Linked DNA regions of Sus scrofa: region 1 is linked to region 2. The links are chromatin contacts, called in public Hi-C maps. All regions are on one chromosome and are shown on one strand. The core of a region is the stretch at or near the end of the contact, and the rest is flanking DNA. Distances in the headings are between cores, read along the strand shown. Region 1 overlaps MBNL2 (muscleblind-like protein 2). Region 2 has its middle 78 kb from the start of OXGR1.

Region 1 (6,595 bases), core at 2,342-4,841, 130 kb after region 2:
GATACACTCCTGCCATTGGCCAGTCCATCCTGACCCCCTCGTCTGGGAGCAAAGGCTGGCCCTTTGTTGCTTAGAGAATAAATAATCAAAAACTGCTCTAAGGTGTTTCCTGCAACCGCGTGCTCCTTCCTTCCTGGATGTGCTGACCCAGTTGCTGTGTTGGAAAGCTCAACATCTCGTGCCCTTTTTTTCCCCACTGAGAATCCATCAACAGCAGAAGTATTTTCCCAGGTGAGGGGCCTGCTGGTGCTTCAGGTGGTGAGATCTGGGTCACGCACAAACAGGGGGACAGGAGTGTGAGCCACAGTCCATTTGATCAACACACAGAGAGAAGTCACAGGAGAGTGAAGAAGAAATTCAGAAATAGGGGATGAAGAGCAAAGAGAAATTGATGATAGGCGCATACAGGTGAGTCTCCGGTTCAGCTTAGTCTTCCTGCACATCTTCCCATTCATTGTGCCTCCTCTTCCAAAGGCTCCTTCGCTCCCTTCGGAGCGTATTGATTAAAATTCCCACTGTGTGCCAGCCCGAGGATGTGCTAGAAAGCAAGCGAAACGAAGAAGACGGGGAGGGCCAGCCACCGCACGCAGGTGTGAAGACTCACGCATACACTTCTGAGCGCACCCTCGTGTGCGCACACAGCGGAGAACCCTGACTTGGGCACTTTTTGGATTAAGGGCCCCAGACACTTCATACTTAACCTAAAGCAGGAGGGAGGGAAGGGCCATCAGAGTTAGCCCGGGCGGGCCCGACGCCAATTGGAGTGACTTCTGAGCTGAGAAGGATGCCTGGATTGAGATAAACTTCGAAGGAGAGCCGAAGACGTCCCATATCAAAGGAAACCATTCAAACACAAGCCAATAGGAGGAAATGAGCTCCCATTGTGTGCACACATGGGGCGCCGCGGAAAGGAAATTGCCTGATTCGGGACACTTCCGCTGCCTCCTGCAACTACAAGGAAAGGCCTGTGTTCCCACAACCTGGAGAAGGTGTCTTTCTCAACCCAGGGTTGGCCGCAGTGAACTGGGTAGGACTGCAGCAAAACCACCCACATTCCTAGCCTTCCAGAGACTTTGATGACAAAAAGTATCCTTGGAAACCGAAAAGGCATTTCCTTAAGTTCCTCCTTGTGCTTTCGGGTGTTTGGAGGGAGGACACAACAAGCAGCAGGCGCATGAGTACAGCCGATGGGTCCATCCGCCAGCTGAGATGCCCCTGTGTTCCTTGGGGGCCCCCTCTCTCCAGGGCTCCTCGCTGCCCACCCCCCTCTCGGGTGGGTCAGGCCAACCAGGCTGAGTCCCCTCGACCAACTCTGAGGGATTTTCCAGGAGGCGCCTCTGGATGTCACTGGACAGTAGTAACAGCAGCAGCCTCCCTACCTGCCATCTTCTGGCCAAGATACAATCCTGGCCGTGACCTTTGATTTTGCAGCCTACAGCCTGGGGCCTGCCTGGTGTCTGTGCTGGGCCCCGTGGGGAACATGGAAACACACGTGACATTCCCAGCCCCCAAGGACTTTCCGGTCTCTAAGAGGATCATGCATCCTTGGAAACATAGTAAGAAATAGAAATTTCTCTGGCCCTGGGAGCCCCTGGGGTGGGGGTGGAGTGGGACACCTCAGAGTTGTTTAAAAAGCATGCAAAGAGGAGGACTTGTTAGCGTTTTCATTTTTATGTTATCTGATTGGCGGTTTGAGTCCAGTGAAGCTTGGATCCGCGGGGATGCTCCTCCAGGGGGCAGGCGTCAGGGAGTCGTTTTCCACCGACGTCTCCTCTGAAAGTGGTGCTGGTGGAAGGAGAGGTGAGAGAGGATTAAGGAGGCTCCACACTCCTCACAGGGCCTGTTCCCTCCGCCGGCTGCCTGCAGGTGCGCCTGCAGAGGAGCTGCCATCTGCCTCCGCCTCCACCCCCAGAGCCTTGGCAGAAGCTCAGAGTGTCACCACCCCCCAGTCATCCTCTCCTTCATTCCCCCCCCCCCCATGTGACTGTCTGCAGCCGTGGCCGGAGGCAGGTGTGCACCGTGGCTGTGGGAGAGAAAGTCGATCACGAGACAGCACTCCTGGAACACATCATGTTTCCCCGCAGCTTCGGTAGATGGACTTTCCGTTCACTCTTGGAGGATGGAAAATGAAGGCCTTCCATGTTCTTAGGAACTGCACTTGGATCATTTATGTCTCTGGTCCATCCGTCAGCAGACCTTGAGTGAGCACGCAGATGCTGTCCGGATGCTGAGCTAAGAAGCTGCATTAGCCGGGCACCTGGCGCCCTGGGTTCACGTTCTAGCCGGGCTCAACAGCAAGGTCAACTTCAAGGACATGGGGACTAACGTAGAGGGGCCACAGTGGTCTGGGAGAGGGAGAGGGGCTCTCTGGGGCACTGGGGCCAGGGGCAGGGTTGGGGATGCTTTTCCAAGAAGGGACATTTGAACGAGGACCTTGGAGGATGCACCAAATGACAGCCAGCAAAGAGAGGGGAGATGCCTGTCACACTGTCCTAATTAGCACGCTCCTTCTAATTAGTGGCTTCTGAGGCTTATCAAGTCTCATCTATAAACTAAATCTAATAGGCAGTTAGATTATTATTGTTATTATTATTATTTTTGCTTCTTTTCCTCCTACCCTTCAAGGGGAAAATCACATGAATTAAGAGTTAATTTGCCAGCAAACAGCATAATGTGGATACAGAGACACAGGACTCTTTTCATCAGTGTGGAGAGGGCTAGATATTCAGGGAGATTTTTGTCCTCCAGCCTAGATGTTGTGGTTTTGTTATCATTCATCAGGAGCAGCAGGGGGGAAAAGGTGGAGTAAAACTTCCCCGCAGATTTCTGCTTGTTCTCCCTGCACCTCTGTCTCCCACACCATCCAGAAGGCAAGAGAAGGAACCACACCCTTTCCGGCCCCAGTGCAGTCCGCCTCCTGCCCTCCCCGCTGGCTAAAAACATGACGAAATAATACTACTACTAAAACCCATTCATCTCACATGACACTGGATAATGGCGATTTCAAAATTCCTCATAGTTTAAAGGCATTAGCCTTACAGGGTTAGGTCACAGACATGCTCGTCAGATTCCAGTGTCATTCTTTAGTTGTGTTTTGTTCATTTCAAATATTACCACACGCCCAAAGAAAAAGCCCACTCATGAAAATATGTGCAGCGAACTGAAGTTTGCTTGCCTTTCAGACACGGTGAGTTTTTCAGCTGTCCCGAATAAACACAGGCTGTAGCATTTGGAGAGCAACAGTTTGAGAGATTCAAAGAGAACGGGGGAGCCTGGTACCCAATACTGCTGAGCAGATCATGGTCAGAGAAGCTAAGGAAAACGTGTTGTCGGCTAAGAAAAAATAGGGAAGCTCAACAGAGACAAGTCAACTTAAATTCGGGACGATCCCCTCAACCATTGAAGCTGGCTGAGAACCATGAAACTTGGGCTTTTTCCTGTATTAACAGTGCTTTTGTGCCTTTGTTTTACAATGTAGACCAGCTGATAATGTGCCTTGTTCCTCATTGACTTTGTAATCTCATTCTTTGCCACAGATAGAATGGCCTGTTTGTTTTGCCACTAATGCACCCTGGCCAAAGAATCAGCCATTTGTTCCACGGTGCTTGTTTTGAAGAAACCAGCTCTCGGTACATCTTTACACTGCCCATAAAAACAGAGGCTGATCTGGGTGAAAGACACCCCAGGTCCGTGCTGGGCTAGGCTTCCATGGATCCACTGCTATAGAAAGTGAAATTGAAATATAATAAAACTTCTTTTCGATCTAATTACTTGAAGCGCCCGAATTATAGACTCTTCCTAAAGAGGTACACTTTTATTAATTCCAATGACATACAGCGCTGTGAACTGGCCAAGGCTGTTTTACCTCGTAATGGCTCTTAAGACGCTCTTATTAATGAAGAGATAAGAATGATTTATAAGTAGTATTACAGGTATTTATGTCTAAATGAATGGTAATGAAATGCCTGAGAAGTTTGGTCTCATAAGTAGGGTAAATATTCCCATTAGAATTATGTTCCGGCTGTTAATTTATTCAGCAGGCACCCACCCTCTGCCCCCATTTCTCCTAAGTAGTTCAAAGGTAACCTTTAGCCTAGTCTGGGGGTGGTTTCAACTCACAAGGGAACTCTGATCCGTTGGTGGTGGCTGCCTGCCTGGAAACTTGTTTTGAGACATTTTCGTGTGCCAAGGCTAGGATTCACGGGGGAAAAGCCCTGGGATCAATTAGTCATGCCTGCTTTGGACGGGAAAGGTGGCAGGACCTGAGTGACATCCATTTGCTGGCCTGGTTTAGGCCCTTCCCCAGTGCCACCTAGTTAGCATTCTCACCAAAGTCGTCTCCCGAATAGACCACCATATGGGACTAACTTCTGTGCTGTAGGTGCCACAGTTTCTGGGAGTCTCCAAAATCCAGCTGTTGCAGGTTGCGTCCACAAATGTGGTAGCCATTAGACTGTCCTAAACTCACTTAAACCCTAAGTAAGAAGATTAAGTTGCATTTACAACATACACTATATAAAATGCATTTTGTATTTTTACGAAGTTTGGGGAGACAAATGTATTTTACAACTCTTCTCTCTCCTGAATGTGATGGATGGGGTGGGGGTGGGCGGCGCTGTTAACCCTGAAATGAGCCCTTCGAAATGGTATTTTGCTGTTTGGTTGGTTATAGTTTAATTTGTAGTCATTACTACGGCAGTTTTTGAAAGCAAGTGAACAAGTGCTTATTTCCGTCCACTAAAACAAATCTGAAATTCCAGGCCAGGTCCACAGAGCAGCACAATTTTCTTTCAATTCTGGGTTAAATAACAGATAATGAATAGAACAGAGGAAGGGAACTAACTCTTTTGAAGCTCCCGCTATGTTCTAGGCACTTTGACAATTGCTTTCACAATGTTAAATTTTTCTAATTTCGTGTCCCCCCTCCCCCGCCTTTGAGAGATATACAATATTGCCTCATTTTATAGATAAGAAAAGGGAGGTTTAGACCCTTAGACTGTTAGTTCGATGTGGAGCTTAAATTGGAACCAGCCTCTAAAACTGGTCGAAATTTCTGTCTGGAATTCAGAATTGAACCATAACCACTCATCTCAACTTTTAAATAGGACTTGAGCAATGACGGTTTATGCACCGACTAATGAAAAATTCTAGAACGTGGCCATTTTGAGAGCCCCCAATAAATGTTGGTTGTTATAATTTCTTTCTCTCACTGTCTCTCCACACACACACACACACACACACACACACACATTTTGCAGACCAGTGCCTATTGAACTTTAAATGTTTATTGCAAACCACTTTGCCTTTTTATTTCAACAAGGAAACGTGAATGCCTCCTCTTTTTGTTGGAAAATGATCTAAACCTAGAAAGGGGAGGTTTTTAGGGGAGGATAAAGACTGTACGTATACAGTAAAACCCAGCCGTGTGTGTAAGGAACCAGAAGATCATCCTGACATTTTATACAGTATGTAAACCGCAGTTCTAATCCAGAGGAAGTCTGCTTTTAGTTAAGCACTGTGAATAAACTCCTGTTTCTGAAATTCTCTGTCTCTATCTTTTGGTGGGAGGGGGCAGTGGAGCTGGCTGTAGAGAGAGAGGCTTTTTTTTTTTTTTTTCCCCCTCTGAGAAGGCTTTTTTATTAATTTCTTTTGCTGAATTTTTGACCCCGTAAAGAAAAAGAGATCTATTGTCCCGAGCCACACCGCAGGGCAGGCTCCCCCAGACGGGATTTTTCCTTCCTGCTGAAGGACACAGATAGCAGCTTTATGAGCTGGTTACAGTCAGCTTTATCCCAAAGCCCGTAGATTTTCTTAATATACTTACTGCTGTTCTGTAAATAGCACGGGGGCAATCATGAGTCGGCATCACTTATGGGGTCAAAATGAGACTGACTGATACCCGTAATCTCAGGAAGAAAGTGTTGAGTGGCCTAAAAAATGAAACTGGTCATTGGAAATCTTCCATATTGAGCAGGCGGACAGTCTCCAAACCAATCCTCTGAGTACCTTATTGTCCATCTCTGAAATTGTGTGAGATAGCGCTTCATGCTGGAAGCACTTTATTCACTGGATCAAATTCTATGTCAGTGACAGCCGATGATATTAATGAGACTAATTGTATGAAGCTTTTCACCGAGACATGAAGAGAACTCTAAGATTGCCCGCCATGTGTCCTTAAAAAGATGTTTCATTAAAGACTGCGGTAGGCTTTCCTCATTTCTTCACGTTCAGCAGTCTTAGGAGGAACAGGCACCTGAATCCTGGCTGTGGGTTAATGTAAAAGCCCTCTGAGAACAGCCTGAGTTTCCTTTTTTGCTTTTTTTTTTTTTTTTTTTTGGATTAAAAAAAAAAAAAAAAGAGGGATAGTAGAAGAGATAATCTAAGGTCTAGCTAGGACAGAAAGCCACTAACTTTTCATTCTAGAAGAAGTGACTCTGGTTCTTAGGGCTCTTGAGAACAGCGTCGTTTCTCTCATGTCTGTTTCTCCTGTTTATTGGTTGAAGTTAATCATATGATCTGGAATACTCATCTGTGGATTCAAACGTAAAGTGTAGTGGGGTTTTTTGTTTGTTTGTTTTTTGTTTTTTATGGCTAC
Region 2 (6,472 bases), core at 840-3,339:
ATGTGAGAGAGTGTTTTCATGACACTGGAGTAGCCCTCCAGGCGCCATATTCAGAGGGAGAGTTCTGGAAAAGACACTCATTTATTTCTTGGCATTTGATCCAACTTTCTTAGCTGGTGAATATCATAATCAGGCCGAATCCTAACTTGCTGATGACTGCCCTGATTCTGCATTGACTCAGCTTTCCGAATGCCCTCCTCCCAGGGCATGCAAGGTGCCATCCCTATCCGAAGCCCCAGAAAAGATGCTCAGCCCATCTTTTTGTTGTTTCTAAAGACCGACCCTTATTCGGACAAAGAGCTCAGACTTCCATCCATAAAAATAAGAGAATCGGATCATCTAATCTCTAAGGTGTCTTCCAGTTTGTTTGGGGAGTGTGAAACTTTCCATTAAATTGTCTGAGAGGCACAGATGCTTCACAGCCCTTTGTGGACAGAGATCCTTAAAATATTTTAGGAGCTGAAGATGCCAATGAGCTAGAAGAATGCCGTAAGTCAATATCCAAACTAGACAGGACTGAAATGTCCACCTCCTTCATACCAGTGAAGAACCAAACCAAAACTCCTTGAGGATCGATTCACACTGACAGCAAGTATGACTGAAGCAAATGCTAAATGATTTTTAAAAAGGGGGGGGGCAGGAGAAAATTTTTGGAGTGATATGGCATAGGTTTATGGCATAGGTTGTAATGACAGTTTTGTGGCCATATACTTCCCTCCACACACAAGAAGGTGAATACATTAAATATCTACAGTTTTCTGTATGTTCATCATACATTAATCAAGCATTTAAAAAAAATTTTAAGATCCTGGAGTTCCCATTGTGATTGTAGTTTGAGGACCCAGTGTTATCTCTCGAGGATGCGGGTTCAATCCCTAACTTTGGCCGGTGGGTTCCAGCATTGTGGTGTAGGTTGCAGATGTGGTTTGGATATGGTGTGGCTGTGGCTGTGGCATAGGCCTATAGCTGCAGGTCTGATTCAACCCCTAAGCCAGGAACGTCCATATGCCACAGGTGCCGCTGTGAAAAAAAAAAAAAGAGAGAGAGAAAAGAAAGAGGGAGGTAGGGAGGAAGGAAGAAAGGAAACTTAAGAACAATAAAATGAAGACCCCACCAGTTCATGAAGTGGGACCTCAGGGACTCACTCCAGAGAGTATAAAAATGTTTGTGTTTCCTGGACGCTGATGGGCTTGGGATAAACCTGCTCAGTTTGTCCGATTCCTTCCCCAGCAACACGGACTTTGTGTCTTGGGTAGGCAAGGCTCACTCTGATAAATGTCACCAGCAGTCAGCTTTTTAAAACTTGAAGTCTTGTTTCCAGCACACAGCTCTAAGCCTTTGACATAATTGGGAGGAAGATGGAAGCTAGGTAACCCTGGAAAGTTTGTCTAGGGGTTTGAATGCTGAGGGCTACAGGGTGGAGGCGGAAGCTGTCCCTGGCAGCTCTGTTGTTGAGAAATGAGTGCCCTCCCCAACGCCCCCTGCCCCACGCCGTCCTGGGGGAGAAGATCCCCGCAGTCTATTTCTGTAACAAGAGCAAATAGTAACAAAGGCTTGTACTCAGAGAGCCGAGAGGGAACTCAAAGTTCACCTCAGTAAACCCCTCCTTTGGAAAATAAAAAGCGCCAGGACTCAACGCGACTGTGCGGTCCAGCCCCGTGGCTGAGGAATCAAAGGCCCAGGGGCAGGAGTAGAGCCCTTACTCCGAAGCTGGCTGGGTCTCTCCCTCTCCTCCCTTCAGTAACGTCCTCAGTCTCCCCTGAGCCTCAGGTCCCGCATCCACAAAACAGGAGTGATCCCCTCCCCGCCGCCCTGCTTCTTAGGGTTCCTGCACGTTCAAGTACATTGCTCGGTGGTGGCAGGTGTCTTTCTAGTTTGGGAAGGCACTTGTTATTTTCTTATCCCCCTCCCCCTCTTATCGTTTTGATTTAACCGAAGCGCCGAGAGGCCCGTGATTTCCTTTTCTCAGACCTACTCTGGTTGCAGTCTGGTGTTGCATAACCGGCTGGCTGAGGATACTGGTCCCCTTGGGAGCGGTGGCGTGGCTTCCAGACGCTCCGGCGCAGGCGGGCGCTCCGCCCAGCAGGGGGCAGCAGAGCACAGCCGGGCTCCCCCGCAGCCCTGCTTTGCGCGCGCTGGCAGCGATGTTCCCCTTTGCTAGAGGCCAAGGGAACTCTCTTTGCAGCGTGCTCTTTTCAGGGGAGCATTTTTCCTGTCTCACTCCCGTGAGGACACAGTGTTTTGGCAATTTTTTTTTTTAAGTTTCTGCTTTCTTTGGTTCAGTTTTGTTTGAGGGGTAATCCCTACTTTTATTAGACATCTTCCTCCCGGGCATCAGGCCCCATGCAGGGCACCTAATAGTCACAGTCATAGTTATTGCTGATTTAGAGACGAAAATTGTGTAATTCGGCTAAGTTTAGTAGCGTGTAAGAGGCAAAGACTCCTCTAAACCAAGGAATACAGCCGGGATGAAGGGAAGGGGGACACTTGACTGTGTCTGCCTCCCTTTTGTCCAAACGTAGTCGTCATTTCTTAAGGACTTGAAGTAAGCTAGGTGCTTTTATAAATGCAGAGAAGCAAGAATATAGAAAGTCTTTTCCTTAATTTTGTACAGTTGTTTTTTGTTTTTTTTTTTTCCTGCTCTGAGCAGCTGATTTGGAAGGAGGTGGGGCTTGTCTGGAAGTCAACTCTCAGGCCCCACCCCAGATCTGCTGGATCAGAACCTGAAGCTTTGGAAGCGCCCTCGGGTGAAATCTGTGCACTTTGCAGTGTGAGAAGCAAGGCCCTGGAGGCCAGCCAGTAGCTGCCTTCAAATATTTGAAGGGCCAATATTTGAAAAAGAGAGCATATTTGTTTTGTTTTGCTCTCAAAGGTAGGTTTAGGTTTAATTAATGAAAGCCGCAGGAGAAGTTTCCCAGATCCTTGAAGAGCAGAGGATTTGGAGTTGGCCCTTATCCCAAACCTTACTCGCTTCCTACTAGTTACCCGGCTGAATTGACACCGGAGGAGCCCAGCTAAACCACTTCTCTCTGATTCTTGTTATCTGTGAAATGGGGGTGTTGCTGTCTAAACAACTAAAGCTGTTTTTCTATGAATGAGATCATGCATTTGCAAATGATTTGTATATTGGAAAATACTGCACAGGTGTCCATTGTAACTTGTCACCACTTGCAGTGTCTAAGAGGGAGTGCGTGGGGAGGAGAGCTCAGCATGGATTGATGGGCAGTAGGAATAGACGCAAGGAACTGTGTTGGGGGCTCTAAGGAACTCCGTTTGGGGGCTGAGGTGATGAAAAGCTAGATGGGGGGGGGGGGCAATGGCAAAATTAAGACTAGAATCCCGAAGCTGACTCCTTCCGTGTTGATTGTGTCCTGAGGAAGACGGGTCCCACCCCGCCAAGTCCACACCCTTCAACCTCTGGGATCTTTAGACCTGGTCCTAGGTGGCATCTGGTTGGTTAGCAGTCTCACAAATCACCTGGACCCTTTGGCTTAACCGCGAGTAGCAGGAGAAAGCAGTCTGTGTACAGCTTCTTGCTGCCTCTGCACTCGTTCAATTAGGAGCCAGTGGAAACAGTGCCAAGAAGAGCAGGCCCGCAGCGCGGTTGTGATGCTGGAACCCAAAGCAGCACTTGTCTTGTCAACACTGTGCTGTTAGGCGGGAAGGAAACTGGCCGCTTATGGGAGGCACCGGGGCCCTGGGAGCTGTGGGCACACCCCTGGCAGGCATGAGGAGAACTGGGGGCAGCACCTGGCAGCCTCCAGAAGTGTTTCTGGAGGAGTGACCGACAGACAGGAAAATCAGCCAGCACCCCATCTGCAGGCCGCACGGAGCGCCCCAAACAAGGGCAGAGCTTCCGCCAGCTGGGTCCTGATTCCCTCTTTCAAGCTTGGATGGCATCTCCCAACCCTGATATTGAGGAAGGGGCATCATGTACAGAAACTCTGCCTCAGAGGATGCTCCCGAGCCCCACACACTGCGTTCTTAGTGTCGTCCTTGTGGCCTGGTGGCAGGCACTGCAGTCAAGCTTAGCAGCACAGTCGCTCTACGTGGGGGGCCTGTTTGCTTTTAAGCCACCGCGTAGGTTCTTTCCCGGAGCGGAGGGCCGGGGCGGCAGAGAAGCTGTGCAGTGTCGTGTAGGTCCCTGACGAAGAGGGTAGGGGCTTGGACCCTCCCTGGCTACGTGGTCCTGGTGGAAGCGACGTGGCCATCTAGTGTCAGGCCTGCTTTCTCACTTGGACACTCGCTTCCTCAGTCAGAGCAAGTCCCCCCCTCCCCACCCCGGACTTGCCCTCCACCCTCTGTGCCTTGACTCCTTGCAGCCTCCAGGGATTCCTTCAGATGCTGTTTTCTAGAGGCCAGCCACCTCCGTTTCCTTCGAGGGGCGCTGGAATAGCACCATCAGCCTGTCACCACTGTGCCCTGAAGAAGTCAATCGGTCAATAAATAAATGGCCCCTCTTCATTTGAACTGAATTCTGGAAACGTCTTTAAAAGTGTTTTGTCCTCTCTGTTGAGTGTGTACCTGAAAAATCGGTACCTGTCTCTTTTCACACTGTTGACAGCTTCATAGAGTTTTATTGTTTTTCCTCTCCTCCGATTGTCTGGATTCTTTTTTTTTTTTTTTTAAAGCCTGGCGTGATAAAGAGTGCGGAATCCAGCATCAGGCTTGTCTGCGCGTTCGTTCCAACGTCACCCCTAACTAGCCGGCCGACCCCCTGGGATCCTATCCTCCCCCCCCCCCCCCGCCCCGTGAGCCTCAGGTTCCCTTCCATGAACCCTGAGCCTGCCGGGTTCCCAGGATTTCTGTGAGGATGCACAAGAAGGAGCTCTGCAAAGGTGCCGTCACGAGCCTCTCTCTTTTTTCATCTGTCGAAGTCCTCTTCTGTGTCATCCCCACTTGCTGTCTCTCCTCTCTTCCCTCTCCTCAAACCTGGCATTTTAAAAACTGTTGCTGTTAAAACGAGGACTTGCCTTTTAAAAATCTTCAAGTTGCTAAGCAGCATCTCCCTCTTCCCCTCCCTTTTGTGCAGCCCTGTTGCCATAGTATCATCTGAGCCTGGTAACAAGAAGCAAAGAGCAATCATTTTTCGCTAAATGGGGTTGGGCAGACAGACCCACAAGCTGCAGTGTTTCCTTACGACCCGTCTCAAGGCGGGAGGGGGGCTGCTGCCTAGTACACACCGCGGCTTCTGTAATCACTTCCTACCTGGGTTTCCCAATAGCTGTTCTGCACACCTGTAGCTCCCTGGATGTCGCACCACCTCTGGCACAACGCTTCCTACCAAGGCAGTTGAAGGGTTGCTGCTGTTACTCCCTTATTTGTAGCTATTTAGGGCTCAATGCAGCCTCAGATCCTTTTCAGAGAGTGGCTAAATATAGAATGGTGAGCGTGAATCAGTATTGTGACTGAAGGTACCGGTGCTGTAGCAGGTTTGGAGAAGAGAATACATAAATTTCTTCAAAGGGAGTTCTTAAAAACACCAAAGTTTAAGAGAGAGATTGAAGATAAAGAACCTCCTTACATCTGTATATGTAAAATATAATATATGCAAAATATAAATCCCAGACTCCTGCTTTTCAGCTCAAAGCTCACAGTCAGGTACCTGGTTACCAAGGATTTGAGCTCAGACACCACCAGAGGTGACTTCTCCCCTTTATCCATGGCCAGGTATACAGGTGCAGCACGATGGGCTGTGAAGACATTGCAGAATTTCTCTAGTGCTTGTGTTCCCCTCGCTCCCAGAGTGTCCTCTGCTGCCCAGTCACCCACGCTCCAGCTCCAGGCCTCTAAAGGGCCCCCCACAATCCAGCATCTCAGGGGCTAAGGTTGGCCCGGAGGGTCTCCAGGAGCCCAGCACAGACATGAGCAGCCATGCTGATTGGCCCATGTCCCCGTCACACTTGCTAGCTATTTTGAATATCCACTCTTAAAACTGCCCTCCCATACTCCAGTCCTTCTGATAAATAAGTCAGTGTTTTCTTGACGAAGCAGAATTCACTCTTCCAGATGAAGCCATCAGGGAACTATGCCGCCCTCTAGGAAAAAATGTGCTCCCGCTCAGCCTTCTTGGGGGAGACATTGCCTTTGAACTTGAGTCACGGCGTTGAGATGAACAAGCACCGTTGCCTGCACATCTGGTGCTTGACTGCCCGATGACAATGACACACTCCTGCCAGGCAGCTGGTTCAAAGACGAAAGCTGGCTCCACGACCCCACGGTGCTGTGCGTGTTGGTTGCCTGAGCTGGTGCCTGCATCTTTCTTAAACACACACATGGCTCCAAAGACTCGGGGAGGGCTTTTCAGGCAAAGGCCAGCCTGGCCCAGATCCGTTCAGGCAGATCGACTTCGCCCTCAAAGTGGCAAAAGACTTCTCTTGGTTGGTTTTCCAGGGCTTTTCTTATTCTGTGTTTGACAGCTTCCACGCTTCCTCCCCTCTGCTAGAAACCACTTCGGGGTTAATAAGAGGTC

Evidence for each region. Hi-C and Micro-C count contacts between places; a contact is called where the count stands out from the background.
Region 1: a Hi-C map of liver shows a contact between it and region 2, with 2.1 times the contacts expected there. The contact joins two enhancer-like sites. A contact is called at or near these places in 2 of 47 Hi-C or Micro-C datasets (embryonic fibroblasts and liver) and 1 of 2 datasets of contacts at active chromatin or transcription factors (skeletal muscle).

Annotation. Positions count from the first base shown.
Region 1 is chr11:66,502,295-66,508,889 of Sscrofa11.1, forward strand. The region is part of intron 1 of MBNL2 (muscleblind-like protein 2); the gene reads left to right. Among named protein-coding and RNA genes, the nearest start is that of MBNL2, 24 kb to the left of the region's middle. Within about 2 kb of position 3,592, at least 40 of the 83 cell types and tissues checked have an H3K27ac peak or open chromatin away from gene starts, as enhancers often do. A contact at or near this core is called in liver, where this site is marked.
Region 2 is chr11:66,370,437-66,376,908 of Sscrofa11.1, forward strand. No RefSeq gene overlaps it. Among named protein-coding and RNA genes, the nearest start is that of OXGR1, 78 kb to the left of the region's middle. Within about 2 kb of position 2,090, at least 15 of the 83 cell types and tissues checked have an H3K27ac peak or open chromatin away from gene starts, as enhancers often do. A contact at or near this core is called in liver, where this site is marked.